Regions from separate parts of the Mus musculus genome. Here all the other regions are linked to region 1. A link is a contact called in public ChIA-PET, HiChIP or PLAC-seq and promoter capture Hi-C data. All regions are on one chromosome and are shown on one strand. The core of a region is the stretch at or near the end of the contact, and the rest is flanking DNA. Distances in the headings are between cores, read along the strand shown. Region 1 holds the start of Hmgcr (3-hydroxy-3-methylglutaryl-Coenzyme A reductase). Region 2 holds the start of Fam169a (family with sequence similarity 169, member A). Region 3 has its middle 8.8 kb from the start of Gm41028. Region 4 has its middle 27 kb from the start of Gm41027.

Region 1 (5,011 bases), core at 958-3,457:
GAATCTCTTAAAATCAGAAACTAAAGCAAACTGTTGGAAAAGACTGGCTTCAAGGTTTCAGAAGGTAAATTAGTTTCAAATGTAAATCTAAAGCACTTCCAGTCCTCCACCCTTCACCACAAAGCTTCAATAGTCTTCCTTAACGAGTCAATTTTATTCATCACTATTAAAAGTGATTCCGCTGAGAAAAATGTAAATTGCTATCATGAGGAGCCCCAATGTGATGACCAACTAGTAACCCCATACCCACACTACCCCAGGCACACCAGACCTCCCACCCTGCTCGGTTCCCGGGGCCTGGCAATCTTGCCACTCTTCCCTGCACGTACATTGTCTTTTTTTATTATTATTAAATAATCTGAGGGGAAAAAATTACACAAAATCCTGTTCCACAATCCAACCAAGCACAGAGAACCACACCTACCTGGAACTACAAACTGAGCAGTGTTACAAAGGTATGTCAAAAGTAACCGTAATTATAAACTTGTCTCTCAGGAGCACCTCCCATTTCTCTGTGACTAGGCAAAGTGACACCGGTGTAGCAGTTTATGAAAGCTCGGAAGGTCCCTTTTCTGCTGCGCTGCAATAAAAGAACTTGCCTACTTATCCAAATACAGTATACAGCAAACATTTCACAGACTCCTCAAATGGCTGAAAATTTAAACTCACCAGACTTAAATTCTAATTCTATCTAGGAATAGAACCACCAACCACTGCCAAGAGACAGGCTTCTCTGAGATTCTTCCAGTCCATTCATTCTTCCGGTAGTACACAACCCACTCTTTGATTAGAAAATATCTACACTGATATGTGCAGGTTGTCCCTTTGAGGGTAAGACCCCCTAATCCTACACTGTAGCCACGTCTAATCCCAACAGGATGAACACTCAGCATTCTTAACCTACCCATCCATCAAAGGGGGCCATCATCACCTTGCACAGAAAACAAGTTCTGTACCCAACTTTACCATACATTACCAGTTTCTAAGTCCATCTCCTCTTCATGGTCAAGTTCTCTGACCAAAGTATTAAGTGGAACCATAAAGAACTACTATTTTAAGAACTTAAAAAAAAAAAAAAAAGCACAATTTCAAGATAGATTTAAGGATTCAGAAACTGATCCCAGAATATAGCTCACAGTCTACAAATTAGACAAAAATATAGCAGTGTGAGCAAGCACACCCTTTATCTTGCCTGGTCAAGTTCTAGAAAGGCACTACGACCAAGTAAGCCCACAAAACGCAGCCCAATGTAGATCCAAGACTTTTGCCCTACGATAAATAAAATACAAATAAATCACAAGTAACCAAACAAAATGTATTCCCTACTTCGTGTGATGCTTTAATTGTACACAACGACTTTGTAAGTAAAGAGCCAGTAACAGACGTTTCCTGTGCCTTTACAGGCCTTAGCCCGAAAAGATACAACCTCAAGAGAGGAAAGATTTCCATCTGTCCGCTTTCGATGAAAGACTATTAACTTCGCCCAACCTCAGAAGTCTACTGTTTTACTTGCGAACCTCTAAGGCCATTTTCTTCATTCAAACCAAATAATTCCAATAGGTGCATAAGGTAAATTGACATCAGTATCAATGAGACTACGCCCCTTAGGAGAAAGACTATAACATAAAGGTCGAGAGACCGACTTCGGAGGGCTAGCTGTGCCTGTACAGACCTCGCATCCTCCTCCGGGCCCACTAGGAAGAGCACAACCTGCCGTACCCACGCGGATCGGGTCAATTTGCAGCCTACATCTCCATCACTTTAAAGACGGGTCCTGCCGCAAGGCAGCGCCTGGGCGTGAACCCTTGTTCTCTAGGGCTCCCGCTGTCCCCTCTGCCAGGCACTCGTACACGGATGACCGTGACCGCCGGGTCAGCACAGCGCCCTCCGGACTGAACCCACGGACGCCCCGTCGCTGCACTGGCCCTCAGGCCCACCCGGCCCACGGGTTCCCTGGCCGCCGCCCTGCCGCCGGGCCTCAAGGACGTGTCCTCGCGGTCCCCTCGGTTCGCAGCCGCCTCGTGAGCCCAGGCGGAGCGCGAGACCCGCTGTCCCGCCGGTCCCCAGCGTCCGCCAGCTCACCTCCGGATCTCAATGGAGGCCAAGCCGGCCCAGCTGCCGTCTCCAGCCAACGGAGCCCCGGGCGGAAGGAACTGCGCTTACGCACGCTCCAGGCCGCCAGCGGGCCGCCAATAAGGAAGGATCGTCCGATCCCCTAGCCAATCGTCGGGCGGCTGCTCAGCCTGACGGCCTACGTCACGAACGGTCTCCCTAACAACCGCCCACTGCTCGCACCCGGGCGGAGAACGGGCACCGCACCATCTCTCACCACGGCAGAGCCAACCAATGACGGGTCGGGTCCCAGCATCGCGGCCTTCCTATTGGTCTCCGAGCCGAGGGGCGCCTGCAAGGACGCCGCCCGCGCGGGGAACAGGGGATGCCGCGGGTGGAGTACCCCGAACTCAGAGTTTGACCTGCAGGGTCTTGCCCCCGTGGGAAGACCACGGGAGGCCACCGTGTTAGAGTTGGAGCGTGAACGCGGGTTAAGGTTGAAAAGAAAAAGCCCAGTTAGTAGAGAGATCTGTGGGGAAGTAGTAGAGCTCTGAAAAAAAAAAAAAGAGGAATTTAAAAAAGAAAACGAAATGTGGCAGGGACTTGCAGCCCAAACCCCCTGTGACATACCCATCAGTGCTAATGGCTCCGGCTATCTAGGTCACCTGTCGCACACTGGATTCTTGCTGAAGAGTCCCTCTCCAGTGTCGTCTCTGAATTCCCTCTGCTCTCCTGCTGGCTGAAGGCCTTTATCAAGCCCTTAACTCAAACTTGCAATAACCTCTCCTAACTGGTCTTCCCACTCTCGGGTGCTTACACCTTCTGCTTCTGGCGTTTCTGCTGCAGTAATCTTCCTCTTATGCCATACACCTGCCCCTAAATCAGCCTCCAGTATGGCCCAACCCCATTTCACCTACACAACTCTATCCCTGTGTTAGCCTAGAGTAACTTACCCTTCGATTGTACTGAATCGCTTTTGACACCCCTGCTCATGGTCTTAGTTTAGCCCGGATATACCTACCCACTTTAAATTTTGAAATCCTAATTATACCTCAAGGATCATTCATATGCCACCTCCTTTCCTGATTCTCTCAAACATATGTCATATCTCTCTTCTGAACGCCCATAGCACTTCCGTAATAGTCTATGACTTGTCTTACTGTTTTATGTGGAAATGTCGTAAAGAGAGCAATTGGTACATAACTCCTTTTGTTTTTGTGCGCTCTCTGTTTCTGTGTGTGTGTGTGTGTGTGTGTGTGTGTGTGTGTGTGTGCTGCTGTGCACTACATGTACAGAACAGTGCCCAAGGAATAGCAAGAAGAGGGTGGGGGATCCTCTGGAACTGGAGTTACGTAAGATGGTTGTTAGCTGCCATGTAAGTGGAAACTGAATCTGAATTCTCTGAAGAACTGAAGTGCTCTTAACCGATGAGCCATCTCTTAAAACACTATATGTTCAGTAGTACTTTTCATAAACTAAAAAAGTACCTGGTTAGAGTCTCATCGTTGTTATAAAATAGGGATTGCTCCCATTTCACACAAAGAACATGCTCTAAACAACTTGAATCAATTGGAAAACTAAGATTTCATTCCACATCTAAAGCTGGGCTTCTAGAGTTACCTTCCACTGGCTTAATATAGAGCCTTTGTTCATATCTTTACGAAACACTCCAAAAAGTTTCTTATGTCCAGGGTGTGGTGGTTAGAGCTGGAAGTATAATAATAGACACAGTACACGTGGCACCCACCAAAGTGAAAGCAATTGAAGTGAACAGACTTCTTAAACGGGGCGGTGGAGGAGGGGGGGTGCGGGGGGGGGAGGAAATGGAAAAAGGGCAAGAAAGAAAAGTAAAGAAAGATGTAGGGGAGACAAGGTATAGATAAGTCCAAGAGCCTGGAAACCCTGTCATATTCTTCATGCCTCTAAAAGTCTGACAGGCTAAATGTCTCACATTACAGATTGTAAAAATTGTTACTAATACAGCCTTAAAGGCAAATGTGGTGGTACACGCATGTAATTCTAGCACTGGAAATTTAAGGAAAGAGAGGTCATGAGATTGAGGCCATCCCAGGCTACAAGGGAAAACCATAAATATGCTTAAATTTTTCCTGAAAGGACTACAAAGCTATTGCAGAAAAGATAAAATGAGGTTTGAAAACTTTTGTTCCCAATTTCTTTTTGAGAACTCCAGTAGACATATGAGTTAAAAGCCAAGCAAGAAGTAGCTGTGGGTAGAGTTCAGTAACAGGCTTACCCAACATTTTTGAATTCCTGGGTTTGAGCTCCAACACAAAAAAACAAACAAACACACACACACACACACACACATAATGAAATTCTATCTCATTTTATATTCGTTTTTTTTTTTTTTTTGAGACAGGGTTTCCCTGGCTGTCTTGGAACTCACTTTGTAGGCTGGCCTTGAACTCAGAAATCTGCCTCTGCCTCCCAAGTGCTGGGATTAAAGGCATGCGCCCGGCTTTGATTTCTTTTTTTCTTTGTTTGAGACAGAGTCTCTCCACATAACTCTGGCTGTCCTGGAAGTCACTGTTTAGACCAGGTTGACCTCAAATTCAGAGATTGCCTGCTTCTACCTCCCCAGCTCATTTTATATTCTTAAAACAACCTCAGTCGGTGTCATTCTCAGAATGTATTCCAAAAGAACTATTAGTTTGTCTCACCGAGAATCAGTGCTTTACAAATTGAATTTTTTGGCATGGATTATGTGTAAAGATGGTGACTTATGGCAAAAGGAAAAACAAGAAGATTGTATTTCTCTGTGTTTATTTGTATGTTATTGAGACAGGGTCTCATGTAGCCCAGACTCACCTCAAACTGTCTATGTAGCTGAGGATGGCCTTGAATTCCGGATCCCCTTGACTCCTGAGTGCCGGGATTACAGGTATGCACCACCATGCTCTGTCCTCTCTCTTTCATACACCATGCCCTGCCGCCCCCG
Region 2 (5,011 bases), core at 781-3,280, 400 kb after region 1:
TAACTGAAGGTTTCATTTTTTTTCCTTTGCTCCTAAATGAGAAATTTGTTCAAACAGGAAGATATAAGGAATGTGTTAAAATTCAACCAGAGGAAGATAGTGTAGAGTTTTTCTTAAGGTCGCTTGCTTTTTGAATCAAAGGCCAGGGTCATTAACTGTGTCACAATGAGTAAATTACTCAGCTTATCTATATGCCTCGGTTTCCCATTATGTAAATTGGGAATCCCGTTAGTATGCACTGGAGAGATGATTGTGATAAGTTAATCTCCACAAAGAATAGCAGAGCATAGGGCAGCTCTTGGCAGACAGAAACACCGGTTGTCATTTTACCCGTTAGGAATTCTTCCCCAGGGAACCTGAAGGGTTCGATTTTGGGCCACGTTTATCAGCAACCATCAAAGCCCAGTGCATGGAGGGTTTCCTAACTTAAGATAGCTTAGGTCATCCAGACGTGTGAAAGTTAGCACTTCCGGTCTGGGCAGATAGAATGCCAGCCACGTGAAGGAAGGCAGGTTTAACTGTGTGCAGGTGGTCACTTTTTGGGCCTAGAGGAGTAGTTCTTTTGATTTCTATCTCAGTGAGCAGGCTTTGGGGAGCTAGGTGTTCCAGGCACAGGTTCCCACTGATTGATAAAATAATTTAAAGCCCAGCCACACTCTGGCTAGGTTTATAATAATAAGTCTTTACTGCAGCACCTGGGGGGGGGGATGCCAGAGCCGGAAAAACAAAAGTAATTTTACAAAGTGGCCACTGGGATTATCCTGGGGGCTCCTACTTGCAAACAGATCTAGAAATGATAATCCAGGAATTATATAACTTTACTCATTCATGATTAGCTATGGTTGGAATCCAACTATTCAAAATTCTTGCTTGGATATTAATTCATTGTTAAATTCCACTAAAAATAGTAAATGTATATAACTCAAGATTTCTAGTAATAATTTATTGTAAATAAACACAACAGATGTAAGGTTGATTGTGTGCAACTGGAGGTAAAAAAGAAAAAGCCTTTATATTTAAAAAAAAAAAGGGGGGGCTTAAATAGATCTATATGAAAAAGCATTCTTTGAAGTTACCAATTAGTGAATCTTTAAAAGGTCAGTGTTGTGATTAGTAATACTTCCCAGGAATAGGAGTAATTTTAAGCTTTTCTGAATAACTGAACCATAATGCCATTGCTATTAGATGAATTTCTCAGAATTTAAGGGCAAAAAAAAAAGTCTTAAAATCCAAAATTATTGCTGTGCATCTATATTTCTACTACCGCATATATTATTTAAAGAAAAAAGAATTATCATCCTTTAAATGCCAGTGAACTTATTTTTCTCGAGTACTTAGCAAAAGGCCCTGGATCCCGTAAGGGATGAAGTGAGGGAAGGGGGAGGAGAGGATGGCGCAGGCTCTCCGGGGTCAGATTAGCTTGTCACGTAGGAAAGGTCAGCGCAGGGCCGCGATGGTTCCTTATCTCAAGGCATAATCTGGGCTGTGGGGCTTGTGCAAATTCTTTTCTCCGGCGCGCTCCTGGGGGGCAGTGGGGTCTGGTGGTGTCCGGGGTCGGGTGGGGTGGGGTGGGGTGGGAAGCCGGCGTCCCCAGGTTTGCAGAGCATCATCTCCTTCCCCACCGGGAGGTCCGGAGGCCGCACCCACCCGGGCGATTTTTCCAGAGGCCCGAGGCGGGGATGCCGCGCAGGTCGACCTTAAAGGAGCCGGCTCGCTCAGCGCGAGGCCCCCGCGGCTTACTCGCTTCTATTCCCGGCTAAGCCAAGGTCACTCTTTAATACGGCCCGACCGAGCGGGCGTGCTGCGGGCGGCGACGGGCGAGCGAGCGGGCAGCGCGCACCTGCGGGCGAGCGGGCGGCCGCGGCCCCGAGGCGGGGCGGCTCCCGGCGAGGAGGCGCCGCGGCGCACGAGGCCGGCCGGCCGGCGGGGCGGGGGGATTCGCGGTGGGCGCGCCGCGGCGCTAGTGCGTCACGCCGGCGGAGGGACGGTGGGCTGCGGACGAGCCGCGCGTGCCGGGGTCGGCGGCGGCAACGGCGGCGGCGGGGAGCGGCCGCTCGGTCATTCGCGCTCCGCCTTCGGGCCCCCGCGGCGCGGCTGAGGTGAGTGCGCGGCGCGTGGCGTGCGAGGCCGAGCCGCGGGGCGGCCGCGGGCTTCCTCGGGTGGCGGCGACCCCAGGTGCGCCGGCCTCCATTTTGTGTGAGGGAATGTCGCGCTCGCCCTCCCGGGGTCGCGGCGGGGACGGCGGCTGCCGAGCCGCCCCCTCCCGTGTCCCCACCTGGGATCCTCCGGGTAGCGGGACCCGCGCGGCGTGGGGGTGGGGCTCGGGCTCGGCCGCGCAGCACCTCCCTCTCGGCTTGCTCGCCCGACCCGGACTAGGTATTGTATGGAGTCCTCGCTTCTCTTAGAATTCGGGTCACTGCTGTTCCGTCCCAGGGTTCTCAGCCGCCCATCACGCAGAGCTTGGAGAGAGAGAGAGGCCTGTGCCACCGGAGATGGGAGGATGGAGCGAGTCCGGGGTGGCTAGTGGCTCCGGGATCTGGGTCGTATTTTACTACGATTATTGTGCATGGGCAAGAATGACGGAATAGATGAATCCCTTCTGGGAATTTACGCGGCTATCTTATCAAAAGTAGACTCTAACGTAACCACCTGATGCCGGTCTCCCTTTCCCCTTCAGTCGGTCCTTTTAAAAACCCAAATTAAACCGCGGTTACGAGGATTTTGTAGGGAATTGGGAGGGAATTGGGAGACACGCAGCTAAAAGATCACCCAAAGGAAGAGTTTAAATGTAATTCTCTCAGAACTGTGAATGGCTCATTCCAAGATTCTTGAGTATATAGTAATTCTTGTTTAAATTTGTTTTGTAAATGGGCTCCATGCCTTGGGTATTTTATCATTGCATCACAGCAGGGATTAACATCTGGATCGCTGGTTGTTGCATAATACACACATGTGAGCCCTGGAGGAAAATCTTCTAATGGCTCTGGATTTGTTGTGCTTTAAATTTTATTTATTTATTTTCATAAAAGCACATTGTAGGACGTATGTATAGGTACATCTGTTCAAACCATGTCTTGTTCTATGAAGTAATTACAAGGATTATTAATAGTTAGTATGAAATAGATTTGGCTCAAGTATTTATTTACTTACTTTTAATCGTTGCTTCTTTAGAATAGAGGACGTGGTGAAAGGAACCTGAGGGGAGTTCACTAGTAATAAAACTTCAGTACAAATGATGGCAGTCATGCATAGAAATCGAGGGGCTGTCATAGTGGATTCATCTTTAAAATTTATGAGGAGGATCGGGTTGGTGAACCCAGATACAACCCCTATGTGAGTCACCTGCCACTCCAGTGATCATCAATTAAACCTGGACCTGTGTATTTTCTTGGTTCCAAGAGATTTGTTTCTAGTTATTTTGATGCTGTAGGTCTTTTCCATCCTTCAGTAGACTGAGTCCAGTGAATGACTTGACGCTGATTTGGAAGGGGAAAAACAACTTAATGGCTGAATATTTTTGAAAGTAAAAGTTCCCCCATTACCCATGTGAATAAATGAAACTTTAAAAAAATTAGCTAATTGTCTATAAACAAATGGTATTATTTTACGTGCCATCCCTGCAGAAATCCATGCTTCCTATTAATGATGCTTGTTCCACAGTCAGTATTACAGAGGGGAAAGGCCCCTCAGATACTTAATTAAGTCTTAGTCTCTGTTTAGGGGATTCAAGCAATGAAAGACTGTCAGCCAGGGGGCCAGGACCAGTTTAGACCTATTAAAGGGAGATGAAATATCTCCTTTCACTCGAAATCAAACAGATTCATACTTTTACATTGAGCTTGTTAGTCTGTCGGGTGGCGTAGTTCTTAAACTTGGGGCAGTTTGTGTTTAATTGAGGAGTCTGGAAGTGATGGAGTGTGCTTTTTTTTTTTTTTTTTTTTTTTTTTTTTTTTTTCATGAAGGTTGCTTAAGATTTTCAGTGCTATGTTGTCAGTGACAGAGAAATCAAAATGGGATGTTTCTCCTTAAGCTTTCAAGCCTGTGTGTGTACTGTCAAGTCAGCTGCCTAAAGAAATCAGAGTAGTTGTCTTTAAAGGGGCTTACAGTGTAAGGGAGCCAAGTATTCAGTCAGGTTGAAAAGTGTCTGTCAAGGACAGTGTGGTAAAAAGATTGTCGGGAAGGTAAGTGGTTCAGTGGATGTCCTGTCCTGTTCCCTCACAGTTCTCTCTCTCTCTCTCTCTCTCTCTCTCTCTCTCTCTCTCTCTCTGTGTGTGTGTGTGTGTGTGTGTGAGAGAGAGAGAGAGAGAGAGAGAGAGAGACAGATTATTTGGGTCAAGACAATGATCAGGTCACACACACCAATAGGCTCTACTACCCTGTTTCTTTAGCACTGAAGTTTATAAATTTTGTGTGCCTGCTGTAAAAAGGTATTTTGTCTTTCAAAGGCAGCATCACTGGGGTGTATGTAATTAATGAAGAGAGAGGTCAGGGAAAAGTCAAGAACCTGCTAAAACATCAGAAAATAACCTGAGTTTTAGCATTAGCATGTGCCTAACCTGTTCTTTGGGCTAGAGAGATTTAGGTTAGAATGCTATTTTGCTTAGCTTTAGACTGCAGCAAAGATAGCTTCCATTCATTAAGCAAAATTGGATGTCTCTCTTATGTTGTAGGAGATAAACTGGCCATTTCATTGAGAGGTCTGTAGTTTAATGAAGCATTTTGAATTAACACCTTAAAAATTTGGGGCTGGCGGGATGGCTCAGTGGTTAAGAGCACCGACTGCTCTTCCGAAGGTCCCGAGTTCAAATCCCAGCAACCACATGGTGGCTCACAACCATCCGTAACAAAATCTGATGCCCTCTTCTGGAGTATCTGAGGACAGCTACAGTGTACTTACATATAACAAATAAATAAATAAAATCTTAAAAAAAAAAACCAAACCTTAAAAATTCTTTAAAATATGAGTGTACATTTGTTTTTGAAAGTGAGTATTAGGAACAAATCAACTTAG
Region 3 (5,011 bases), core at 1,405-3,904, 340 kb after region 1:
TTAGGTGGGGGCTAGCTCTGGGGAAAAGACGCTCTCCTCCTCAGTCCCCTGATGCCCTCTGACTTCAGGTGATGACTAAACCCCCAATGAATTCTCTCTTTGGTTTAAAAAAAAATCAAGAATGAAAAGCCAGACAAGCCAACAACTGTAGTATAGCAAAGCAAGGGACAGGGGAGACAGCACAGTTAAGTGCTCACCATGCAAGTCTGAGGAGCTGAGTTCAGCTCCAACACCCACATGAAAATGCCAGGCGTGGTGGTTCACATTTGTAACCCCAATGCTGGGGACACAGAAACAATTGGGTACTTAGAGTTCACTGATTTGCAGGCCTAGGCTGGAAAGTTCCGGGTCCCAGTGAGAGATCCTGTCTCTGAAATTAAGGTACCCGGTGCCAGAGAATCAATACTAGAGGTTGACTTCTGGCCTTCACTGCACCACCCACTAAAAAAAACGCATGGAGCTAATCTAGTTGGATAATTATGAACTAGCAAATGTCTCTGCAATTATCAATAAGATCTCTACCTCGGATTGAATTGTGCCTTGTAAAATCTCAGAGTTATAAAAAGATAAAAAGTATCCATTGATACTTTTGATTTCAAAAGCAAGCACCGAATATAAGTAACAAAACAGCTAAGCAACGTCAAACTTAGCTCTGTGAAGGGTAGAGACAGCTCTCTTGTGTTTATATAAAGACACACAGGAAGGATATATTTTTTTTAAAACTAATACAATTGTGACATAGGACAGGGAACTTTATGGTCAGGCAAGGGAAGAAGTCACCTCAGGGCACATATATCTCTATACCTGCCTTGATTTTTAATGTGTCTCATCTACTTAAACCACACTTTACGACTCAATAAAAGTTAACCCACTTTCCCCAAGAGCTCCAGTGAACAGCAAAGAATTCAGAGGCAAACCCCTGAGAAGCAATTGACGTTGTCCCAGAAAAAACTAGAGTGTCTAACAAAGGCTCAATATGGTTCACTCACATCAAAACCAAGGGGTTGAAATCAAAGGATTTGTGATGTGAGTGCGTGTGAGGTGTGTGTGGTGTGTGTGTGATATGTGTGTGTGGGGTATGTGTGTGTGTGTGGGAGTATGTATGTGTGTGTGTGATATGTGTGGTGTGTGTGAGAGAGAGAGATGTGTGGGGTATGTGTGTGTGTGAGAGAGAGAGGTGTGTGTGATGTATGTGGGATATTGTGTGTATATGTGTGATGTGTGTGATGTTTGTGATATGTGGGGGTGTGTGATGTATGGAGGAGTGTGTGTGATATATGAGGGGAGTGTGTGTGACATGTGTGCGTGGGGTGTGATCTGTGTGTGTGTGTGTGTGTGTGTGTGTGTGTGTGTGTGGTGTGAGCTATAAGTAAAAGAACAATGAATGGTGTCAGCACACTGGAATCCTAAATTAGAGGATAGCCTGACACTCTGTAGGGAAGCTGCTGGGTGGGTGTGATTGGAGGGCGATTGTTTATGTTCACCATCCCATCTGCATTTGTTTGAAAGGGGGAAATTACAAAAAAAAAAAAAAATACTGCAGGAGCAAGCAGGGTAAATATGCAGAGTCTACACAGCACGCAGGCCGGAAGTCTTCCTCATGAAGACATCCATCTGACATCCTTTCTTCAGATAGGCTTGAACATCTCTTTATAAATGCAAAGCAAACTCTATGAAATGCAAACATTAAAATCTGAGCAATTTGAAATTATTCAGATTTATCACTTTATAAAAATTCCAATTTTGTCGTGGCCAGCCTGGTCTACAAAGTGAGTTCCAGGACAGCCAAGGCTATACAGAGAAACCCTGTCTCGGGGGGAAAAAAAAACAATTTTGGGCTAGAGAGATGGCTCAGCTATTAAAGACTAGGCTCACAACTAAAACTACACTCCAATTTACCAGAAAGCCATAGACATTAAAGTGACAGAGGGCTCCCAAAGCAAGCTGGTTAGCAAGGCTAGTAGCCATAATCAATTAGCTCTGAGTTTGGTTAAAGACCCTGTAGGGCATGTGGGACCTTGTGACCAGACAGGCATAAGAATGGTAAGGTTGAATGAACTCAGACCCTTTGAGAACAGGAGTGGAGCCATCCCCTGCCTACCTCTGTCTGTACTGGAACCATGATACCCCACTGAGGACCATGGCGCTGCTGGATCGTGTAACATAAACATCTGGAGTTCTCCATGCCAATGAGGATAGATAGCCCCCCCCCCCCCCAAGTATTCAGCCAGTGAGCTTACCCCTTCCTGGGTATTCCTTCCCACAGAAGGTATTTTATCCCTGAATAAAGGGTATGCCTTCACATCCACGGTCAAATAAACCAGTATTAACAAGCAAGGATCATCTTCTCTTTAGGATCGCCATGGGAAATCGGGCGTGGCGGCGCACGCCTTTAATCCCAGCACTTGAGAGGCAGAGGCAGGCGGACTTCTGAGTTCCAGTCTGGTCTACAGACTGAGTTCCAGGACTGCCAGGACTACACAGAGAAACCCTGACTCCGGGGGAAAAAAGGGATCGCCATGGGAAGGCTTTCATCTTAAAGAGCCGAACCTAAAACTCCCGAGGAAGGCTTTTCTCTTTCAGCCCCTTCGGTACTTTCCACCCTCCACACTCACTCCGATCAGGTTCCGCCCAGTTCCTGGCTCTGCCTTTCCCCTCCCTGTCTGACACGCAGTCCTCCTGGGAGGGAAAGTTAAATGAACCCCTTGTTCCCCACTCCCTACGGTTCCCAGAGAGGAGATGGGAACCTCTGTGTACTTTCCACTTCGGACTTACCGCCGCCTTCTGATAGTGATCGGAGCACATCCCACCCCCACCCCCACAGAGAAACAGGATTCGACAGGACCCCGTCCCATTGAATAAGGGGGAAGGACGATGGGAGAAAATTCTGAAAACAGTTCTGGCTTCCATAATGCGCTCATATCCACTTACATGCACACCTCCACATGTTCCCCATACATGTAAACATGCATATACGTGGAGAAAGAAAAATGCTTTCTAAAGATTAGAAGGTACATGAGATATAGTAAATTATGTCATTCTTATGCACATGTGTTGGAAACTGATTCTAATGCTTTATCTTACTTCAGCTCCCAAAAGCCGCACATCCAGACCTGAGCATCGCTGCCCCCAGCTGGCTTCGATTGATAATAAAGAATTGCCATACAGCCAATGGCTGGACAAGGAGATGGGGCAGGACTTTTAGATTGCACGGGCAAGGGACATAGAGAGGGGGAGAAGACAATCGCCATGACTCAGAGGGAAAGGGATCAGATTTAAGAGCTGCAGAAAAACAATCATCCGGCAATGCAGGTGGAAAGGAGGCGGGGGGGGGGGTGGGGGGGGGGGAGGACTTCTTCCCAGAAGGCAACAAGGCAGCAAAGATAAAACATAGATTTAGAAGGTGTTAAGCCAGGAATAATCCTGACGAGTTGCTTTTAGCTAGCTCCATCTAGAGGTGAGAAAAAAAATAATTGCCCGTGTATTGGAGAGACTAGGAATTAGATCCCTGACAGGCAAATAGAGGCGAGTGCCACAAATAGAAAAACAAAAACAAAAACCAGAACATTTCCAGCCTTTCCACCGCCCTCCGCACCAGAAGCAACGGCCTGGCAGCTTGAGACAAGCATCTGGCAGGCTTTTTCTCTCCCCAGTAAGGTTTCACCTCGCACTCCCGTGGCCATTCCAGGCTGATCAGATAAACTGAAAGCCTGTCTGGGCGTGCTTCACTAAAGCTGCGGGCCTTCCTCCGTCTAAACAGAGCAATTCTTAATTAGGGGAAAAGAACCATCCTTAACCAAGAAAAAAATCACTTAAACGCAGAGTTATCCCGGGAAAGGGAGCCGTGTCATCTCCCTGCACTCCCGCGGACTACTTGGGTCCCTTGCTGTGTGTCTCTCCTTCTTTGTCTCCAACTGGAACAAACTGTTTACTGAGGTGCCTGTTTAACACATCACAGCAACATCCTTCAGTCCCTACGTGTTACAGGATCCTTCTGGCTGACAAACCCTACCCCCTACCGTAAACTTCTCCAGCTCAGAAGCTGGGCTGCCCTTCCTTCCCCTCGGTGGGCTTCCCTATATAATGCAGCCATTTTGATTACCAGGGCTTTTGTCTACCCTTTACTCTCCTGGCTCTCTCTCCCCTCTCCCCTCTCCCCTCTCCCCTCTCCCCTCTCCCCTCTCTCCTCTCCCCTCTCTCCTCTCTCCTCTCTCCTCTCTCCTCTCCTCTCCTCTCCCCTCTTCCCTCACAAGTTCCTGCTCAGAAACTTGTCAGCTTTGAACCCTCCCAGAAGTCCTTGCCTCTGTCTATGCTATCTACAATAAACTTTCTTCACCATATTTAAAATCAGTGGCGTTCTTCCAACTTTTTTTTAAAGATTATTTATTTTATGTATGTGAGTACACTGTAGCTGTCTTCAAAGAACACCAGAAGAGGGCATTGGATCCCATGAGCCACCATGTGGTTGCTAGGAATTGAACTCAGGACTTCTGGAAGAGCAGTGAGTGCTCTTAACCACTAACCCATCTCTCTAGCCCCGTGTTCTTCCTTTTATTTATTTTTTATTTACTTTGTAATTTTTCCTACATGTGGTGACAAAGCCCAGGATTGGCATATATCAGTTCCCTTCCACAGAGTTCAGCCTCTCCGAACCAAGCTGCTGATCTGACTCCCTGACGACGTGTATACAGATCATCTGTTTCTTCTCGCGTCTGTCATCCATCAAATTGTACCCCAATTTCTAAAGTCTGTCTTCTCAGCTACTTCTCCCCTCCACGTGTTCTAACAATTCCTCTCCTTGTCTATGTCATGATTGTATCTCCAGCTCTAGAGCAGTGGGTTCCACCCTTCCTAATGCTGAAACTCTTTAATACATGTTGTTGTGACCCCCCAACCATAACGTTATTTTCACTGCCACTTCATAACTGTAATTTTGCTATTTGTAAATATCTGCTATACAGGATGTGTTTTCATTTTTAAAGCTGAGCAAAATTAAAGCAGAGTGATTAAT
Region 4 (5,011 bases), core at 1,052-3,551, 290 kb after region 1:
CAGGCTGTCCTTTGACATTCTTGCTGTGAGGGTGGTGAAAAACAAAAGCCAAACCGAGCATCTTCCAGATGTCTTATGAAGAATGTCTTAACCCAGGAAGCTGCCTCTCCTGTGAAGCAAACATTCACAGCCAGTGTAATTGGAACCTTTTATTGAAAAATGTAGTGAAGTGCCGATCATCTAGCAGAAACCAAGAAGGTTTTTGAAACAGAGTCCCACGGCCATTGGGGTCGGTAGCAAGAGCCACCTTGAACAAGGGTGTCCTGGGATAAGGCACCAAACTCTCTGTCTGAATTCCAGACAGAGAATCTTCTCTGGGTCAAGATAAAAACTCAGAACATGATCTGATTTCCACATCCACACGTGCCACGTGACATTTACGTAAATGAGAACGGTAGCAGCGGTCCTGGTGGCCGATGCGGATGCTACACACTGCCCTTCTGCTGGTTACTGTAGCTTCCTTCATCTTAGATTCCATTGGATTGACCTCTTCAAAGGAAGGTTTTATTTTTGAATGAACAGTAGCCAACTGCTCCTGTCCATACTAGCCAGCCCTTAGCCCTGAGCTCACGTGAGTATGTGATATCATCTTGCCATAGAAACAGTGAAAAAGAAAGCAATGTAATGTATAGAACCCTAAATTCAAAATAGGGGAAGAAATGTCAAGAGAACCAAGCAAGAGGTGTCACCTCCTAGGGAACAGAGGGCAGTAAAGGCCAGTTTATGTTTAGACAATATGGTGCTGAGATGGGTATCAGCATGGACCAACATGACTAACTCTGAACATCCAGGAGACTATGTGTCAGTACCAAATGGCTGACAGTGGATGTCATACATATATTCATGTACACTGTACCTAAGTAATGAATAATTTTCTGAGACCTAGGGCCCTTGGCCTTCAGCTTTTCCAGCCTGTCTGTGTATGTACTTCTTTCTGTAGGCCTGTGTGTGTCTGGATCCATGCAGCTCAAGTCTTCTTTCTGGCTTGTGTTTGGGTACTTTCCTGCATCTGCCTGCCTCTCACTCTGTGTGATGGCTTCGACGCAGCATGGATAACATCTCATCTGCCTGGGCTCCTTGAATTCTCTCCAGCTTCCCAGGCTCCCACGACCCTCCTCCTCTCCTGGAGTTGGCACTTGGACCTTGGACCATTTCACATGACCCATGCCCACTTGCTGTGATATTTGGGTCCTTTCCTGGTTTCACCCAATGACTCCCTACACAAGTACAAACTTTTACATCAAAACACTAATACACAGACATTTTTGGTAACAAGCCGGCCCATGTACGTAACTCCTGTGTGCTAGGTAGTATAACTCTCTGAAGTACAGTAATGGGTTTTTATGAATGTTACAAATAAAAACATTTACATTTTATTTTTATGCATAGTAATGAAAACTGTTCTATAAATCCAGATATGTCTTTATGGTCTAGGTTGTGGCATTGCCTCACAAAACATTGTCATGACACCATGACACTGTCTTTTATAAGTTGCCTTGGTCATGGTGTTTCATCAGAGCAATAGAAAAGTAGATGGGACATTTGGTCTGATCATCCTTGCTATGCCCTAATTATTCTGTTGCTGAATAGGAATGATTATTCTGTGCCATTGTGTGCATGCGACTTGTTTTTTACTTTACAGGAGCTTACAGTTAAGAGATTGCCTTGACCTAAGATGAGGCATAGATTTTGGTCTTTTAAACTGTGAAGTTGTAAAACACTATGGACACCTTTAAGGTTTAATTATGTCTTACATTATAAGACAAATGTAAGGCTGGGGTCAGGAGGAAGGCAATGATTTAAAGTGATGTGCCAGGAGCCAGCTGTCTCATGGATAAAAGCAACTGCTGATGGGTCTGATGCCTAGAAATGGATCCCCAGTGCCCACGTGTTGGGAAGATAGAACCAACTCCTGAAAGCTGTGCTCTGACCCTACACACACATACATACATGTGCACACAAAATAAATACGAATTGTAAAAGCATTTGTAGAGTCACAGAATAACCCTTAACTTGCTCGTCTGCGTGACTCATGGGTCTCGTGAGACCTCTTTCTAGTAAATTAAAGTTTAGTAACAAAGGGAAATGAATAGGCTCTCTTTGACATTTTGGCCAACAAGGGTCTTTTTCCAGAATGCCTTTTCTTAGAACTTATGTTACGTCTTTTGGAACAGTAACAAAACCCAGTAGAAAGTATAACATGTTGAGCAACAGATTCAATTGAGAAAACATAGTAAGGTGTATAATTTGTCATGAGCAGAAGGCAGAAAGCAGGTGGGAACCTTGACTAAAACCACATCAAGGGTGTAGCCGCCCGCAGCCACACAAACTGGTTTCCTGCGTAGGAGCCCGGAGCTGTATGGGAGGAAATGGCAAGAGAAAAAAATGAGACCAAGACAGATTCTGATCAAGGCCCAATGTTTACTAAGAGTCTGAGCTTATAAAGGGGGAAAGCCCATCCCCGCCATGCCAGGCTTCTTGATGCTTTGTTGCCAAGTTGTTAGCACTGGGTCACCAATGGACATGTTGCCAGCTATCTCAGGAATATCTCAGGAAGACAGGTTCAGCCTCTCAGAGGTAGCAGCGTCTTGGAGAAGAGCACAGGTGGCAGAACATTAGACCTCACTAGGTCAGAAGACTCCACCCTAGGTGGTCTCATTCACAGTGGCAAAACAGGTCTGAGCCAGCCTGCTCAAGGCTGGGGGAGGCTACACAAGAGATGGGGGTCACAATGTGAGCACCAAGCTAGTCCTTGAACCCGTGACTTGGTCAGCAGTGACCAGACAAGCCTACCTCTCCCTCGTATATCCAGTCTTACTCAGTGGGAATTGTAATATAATCTGCACTACTCTAGATGTTCTGCATACCCATAGAGTCTATATTTGTCCATTAGCCATCTACCATCACAGGGCCAACATAATGGCCAAAACAGTTTCCAATTTCCCTAGAAACCAGATTCCCTAGTGCTATGTAGCACGCTTAGTATGCCCTGTGTTCAGTCCCCTATACAAAAGAAAACAGAAGAAAAAAGCAGTCTCCAGACGTAGTGGGGAATCAATGTCCTTGCTCATTGGAAACCTGCTCTCCTAGGGGGCACTGGGATGCTAATCCCTCCCTGGTCTCTCTGTGCTCACTCTCTGTCCACTAGATGAGCAGCTTTGACCTAACACAAGCTCCCCACCGTGATTTCTCGCCTCACCACAGGCCCAGAAACAGCAAGTCTATTGGATAATGGATTGGGAACCTCTTAAACGGAAGCCCTCCTCTCTTTATGAGTTGGTTATTTTATTTTATTTTATTTTATGTTATAGTAATTATATAACACATACTATAGGCTATATTAATATATATGTATCATGACATTTTATTATAGTAATGAAAAGCTAGCTAGCACACATATCATAAACCATCCTGTCTAACCTAATATTCTCCCTACACTAAGCTACCTACGGCCAGGCACTAGGCAACCAACCCCAAGGTCATTTCCCAAGGTCATTTCCCCTGTCGGCCTTAACAGTTTTTCTGTGGGGGTTGGGGGAGAGACAGAATTTTGCTAAGTAGTCCAGTGACCTTGAACTCACTATATAGTCCAGCAATTGTAAAACTCAGAGTCTTGTGCCTCCATCTCCTGAGGGTTAGGATGATAAGTGTGTGGTGCCACACTGGGATCTTGCCTTGCCTTTCTTACAAAGAAAAAAAAAATCCCAATATAAATCTCTGGACTGGTGTTTCTGCTCCTCCTGTGTGGCCCAGAGTGACACAGTATCCCTCTACTCTCAGGATCTTACATAATATGTATTCTTCAGTGGAGTGGCACTAGTTTCTCCACATCTCTTTCAGTGACCTTCATGTGTTAGCTCCTGAGGGTACAATTGAGAGAAACTTGTGCTTGGGGGCATTTGTGGTCACTGTTCCATCTGCCAGAAATGCAATCCACCCCCACATGTTTCTGTACACACACACACACACACACATGCTGCATTTAAATCTCAGCTCCAATGGCATCCACCCCTGGAGCCTTCGCTGACCATGCTAACCCGGCAGCTGCTCAGCTTCCAACAGCCTCAGCCTCTGCCCCCTTTGTTTCTCTCCATAGTGCTTATTACAGCTTAACTCTATTTGTCTGTTGTGTGTGATCCTGCATTCCTTATTATATAACCTAAATGTCATTAAAATAAGGTATATGTTCACAGTTGTTGTTCTGCTAATTGCAAGATTCCAACCACTGAGAACGATGCCTGACAGATAGGGGGCTTTAAAGATCTAGCCTTTCAATGCACAAACTTCACTTGTTCAGAGTACCTGACTCATTAATAAGCTCTCGGACTATCTGCTTCTCCCTCAGATTTATGCCTCTTATTGGAACCGGACATATATGCAAGAGGCCAGTTCTCTGGATCAATATGATGAGAGTTTCTAAAAGGGAGTAAGTGCTTCCGAAACATACATATCCTGGGTGATCCGGGATAAAATCCCAGGCAAGGAGGCTCATGGAATCAATACTGAGACTCCCAAGAATTAAGGAAAAGCAAGCAATTACCATCCGTGTGTTATCCAGCCATAAGCCCTGGCTCTGAACGCTTGCCTGCTTTGAACATGGACTCCTCTGATGCTTTGGGGATGAGGGAAGCACTTCAGTTCATCACCTAGAAGTAGCATGGATCCTCTTGTGAGGGGAAAGTTCAGCCTGGGAGTGTCTGGCAAGCGTTGGCACAGACACTCTGAGATGGACAGACAGACAGACAGTACCTTATCCGTTGCTGCTCCACCCGACAGCCCAGCTCCACACGGCAATGCTCCTCCAGGGGGCCCTTTTCCTCCTACAGGCAGCAAAGGTTTTGCAAAGGAATGCTGGGTACCACCACGTGCTTATCTGCGTCTTCCTAAAGAGCTGGGTACCACCTTATATAATAACATCTACAGCAGTGGTTCTCAACCTTCCTAACGTGGTGACCCTTTAATATGGTTCCTCCTGCTGTGGTGACTCCCAACCATAAAGTTATCTCATTGC

Evidence for each region. Promoter capture Hi-C pulls out the DNA fragments that hold promoters and counts their contacts. ChIA-PET counts read pairs in DNA pulled down with a chosen protein or histone mark. HiChIP or PLAC-seq counts read pairs in DNA pulled down with a chosen protein or histone mark.
Region 2: a contact with region 1 is called in a promoter capture Hi-C map of embryonic stem cells, with 4 times the contacts expected there. The contact joins the promoter of Fam169a here to the promoter of Hmgcr in region 1. A contact is called at or near these places in 5 of 39 promoter capture datasets (the 3T3-L1 cell line, cranial neural crest, embryonic stem cells and 2 more), 5 of 484 Hi-C or Micro-C datasets (the N1E-115 cell line, cerebral cortex, embryonic stem cells and 1 more), 20 of 115 datasets of contacts at active chromatin or transcription factors (acute myeloid leukemia, astrocytes, bone marrow-derived dendritic cells and 12 more) and 2 of 9 other capture datasets (embryonic stem cells and pancreatic islet).
Region 3: a contact with region 1 is called in an H3K4me3 HiChIP or PLAC-seq map of forebrain, with 5 times the contacts expected there. The contact joins the enhancer-like site here to the promoter of Hmgcr in region 1. A contact is called at or near these places in 3 of 39 promoter capture datasets (embryonic stem cells, hippocampal neurons and neural stem cells), 10 of 484 Hi-C or Micro-C datasets (cerebral cortex, cortical neurons, embryonic stem cells and 3 more), 14 of 115 datasets of contacts at active chromatin or transcription factors (astrocytes, bone marrow-derived dendritic cells, embryonic forebrain and 6 more) and 2 of 9 other capture datasets (embryonic stem cells and pancreatic islet).
Region 4: an RNA polymerase II ChIA-PET map of effector CD8 T cells shows a contact between it and region 1, with 17 read pairs. The contact joins the enhancer-like site here to the promoter of Hmgcr in region 1. A contact is called at or near these places in 1 of 484 Hi-C or Micro-C datasets (liver) and 6 of 115 datasets of contacts at active chromatin or transcription factors (bone marrow-derived dendritic cells, effector CD8 T cells, embryonic stem cells and 3 more).

Annotation. Positions count from the first base shown.
Region 1 is chr13:96,668,729-96,673,739 of GRCm38.p6, forward strand. It overlaps Hmgcr (3-hydroxy-3-methylglutaryl-Coenzyme A reductase), which reads right to left and starts at 2,208. Exons shown (of 20, transcript NM_008255.2): 1 at 2,083-2,208.
Region 2 is chr13:97,069,613-97,074,623 of GRCm38.p6, forward strand. It overlaps Fam169a (family with sequence similarity 169, member A), which reads left to right and starts at 2,031. Exons shown (of 13, transcript NM_001100458.1): 1 at 2,031-2,099.
Region 3 is chr13:97,004,932-97,009,942 of GRCm38.p6, forward strand. No RefSeq gene overlaps it. Among named protein-coding and RNA genes, the nearest start is that of Gm41028, 8.8 kb to the right of the region's middle. Within about 2 kb of position 2,655, at least 158 of the 459 cell types and tissues checked have an H3K27ac peak or open chromatin away from gene starts, as enhancers often do. A contact at or near this core is called in cerebral cortex, cortical neurons, forebrain and 8 more, where this site is marked.
Region 4 is chr13:96,954,345-96,959,355 of GRCm38.p6, forward strand. No RefSeq gene overlaps it. Among named protein-coding and RNA genes, the nearest start is that of Gm41027, 27 kb to the right of the region's middle. Within about 2 kb of position 2,302, at least 34 of the 459 cell types and tissues checked have an H3K27ac peak or open chromatin away from gene starts, as enhancers often do. A contact at or near this core is called in effector CD8 T cells, where this site is marked.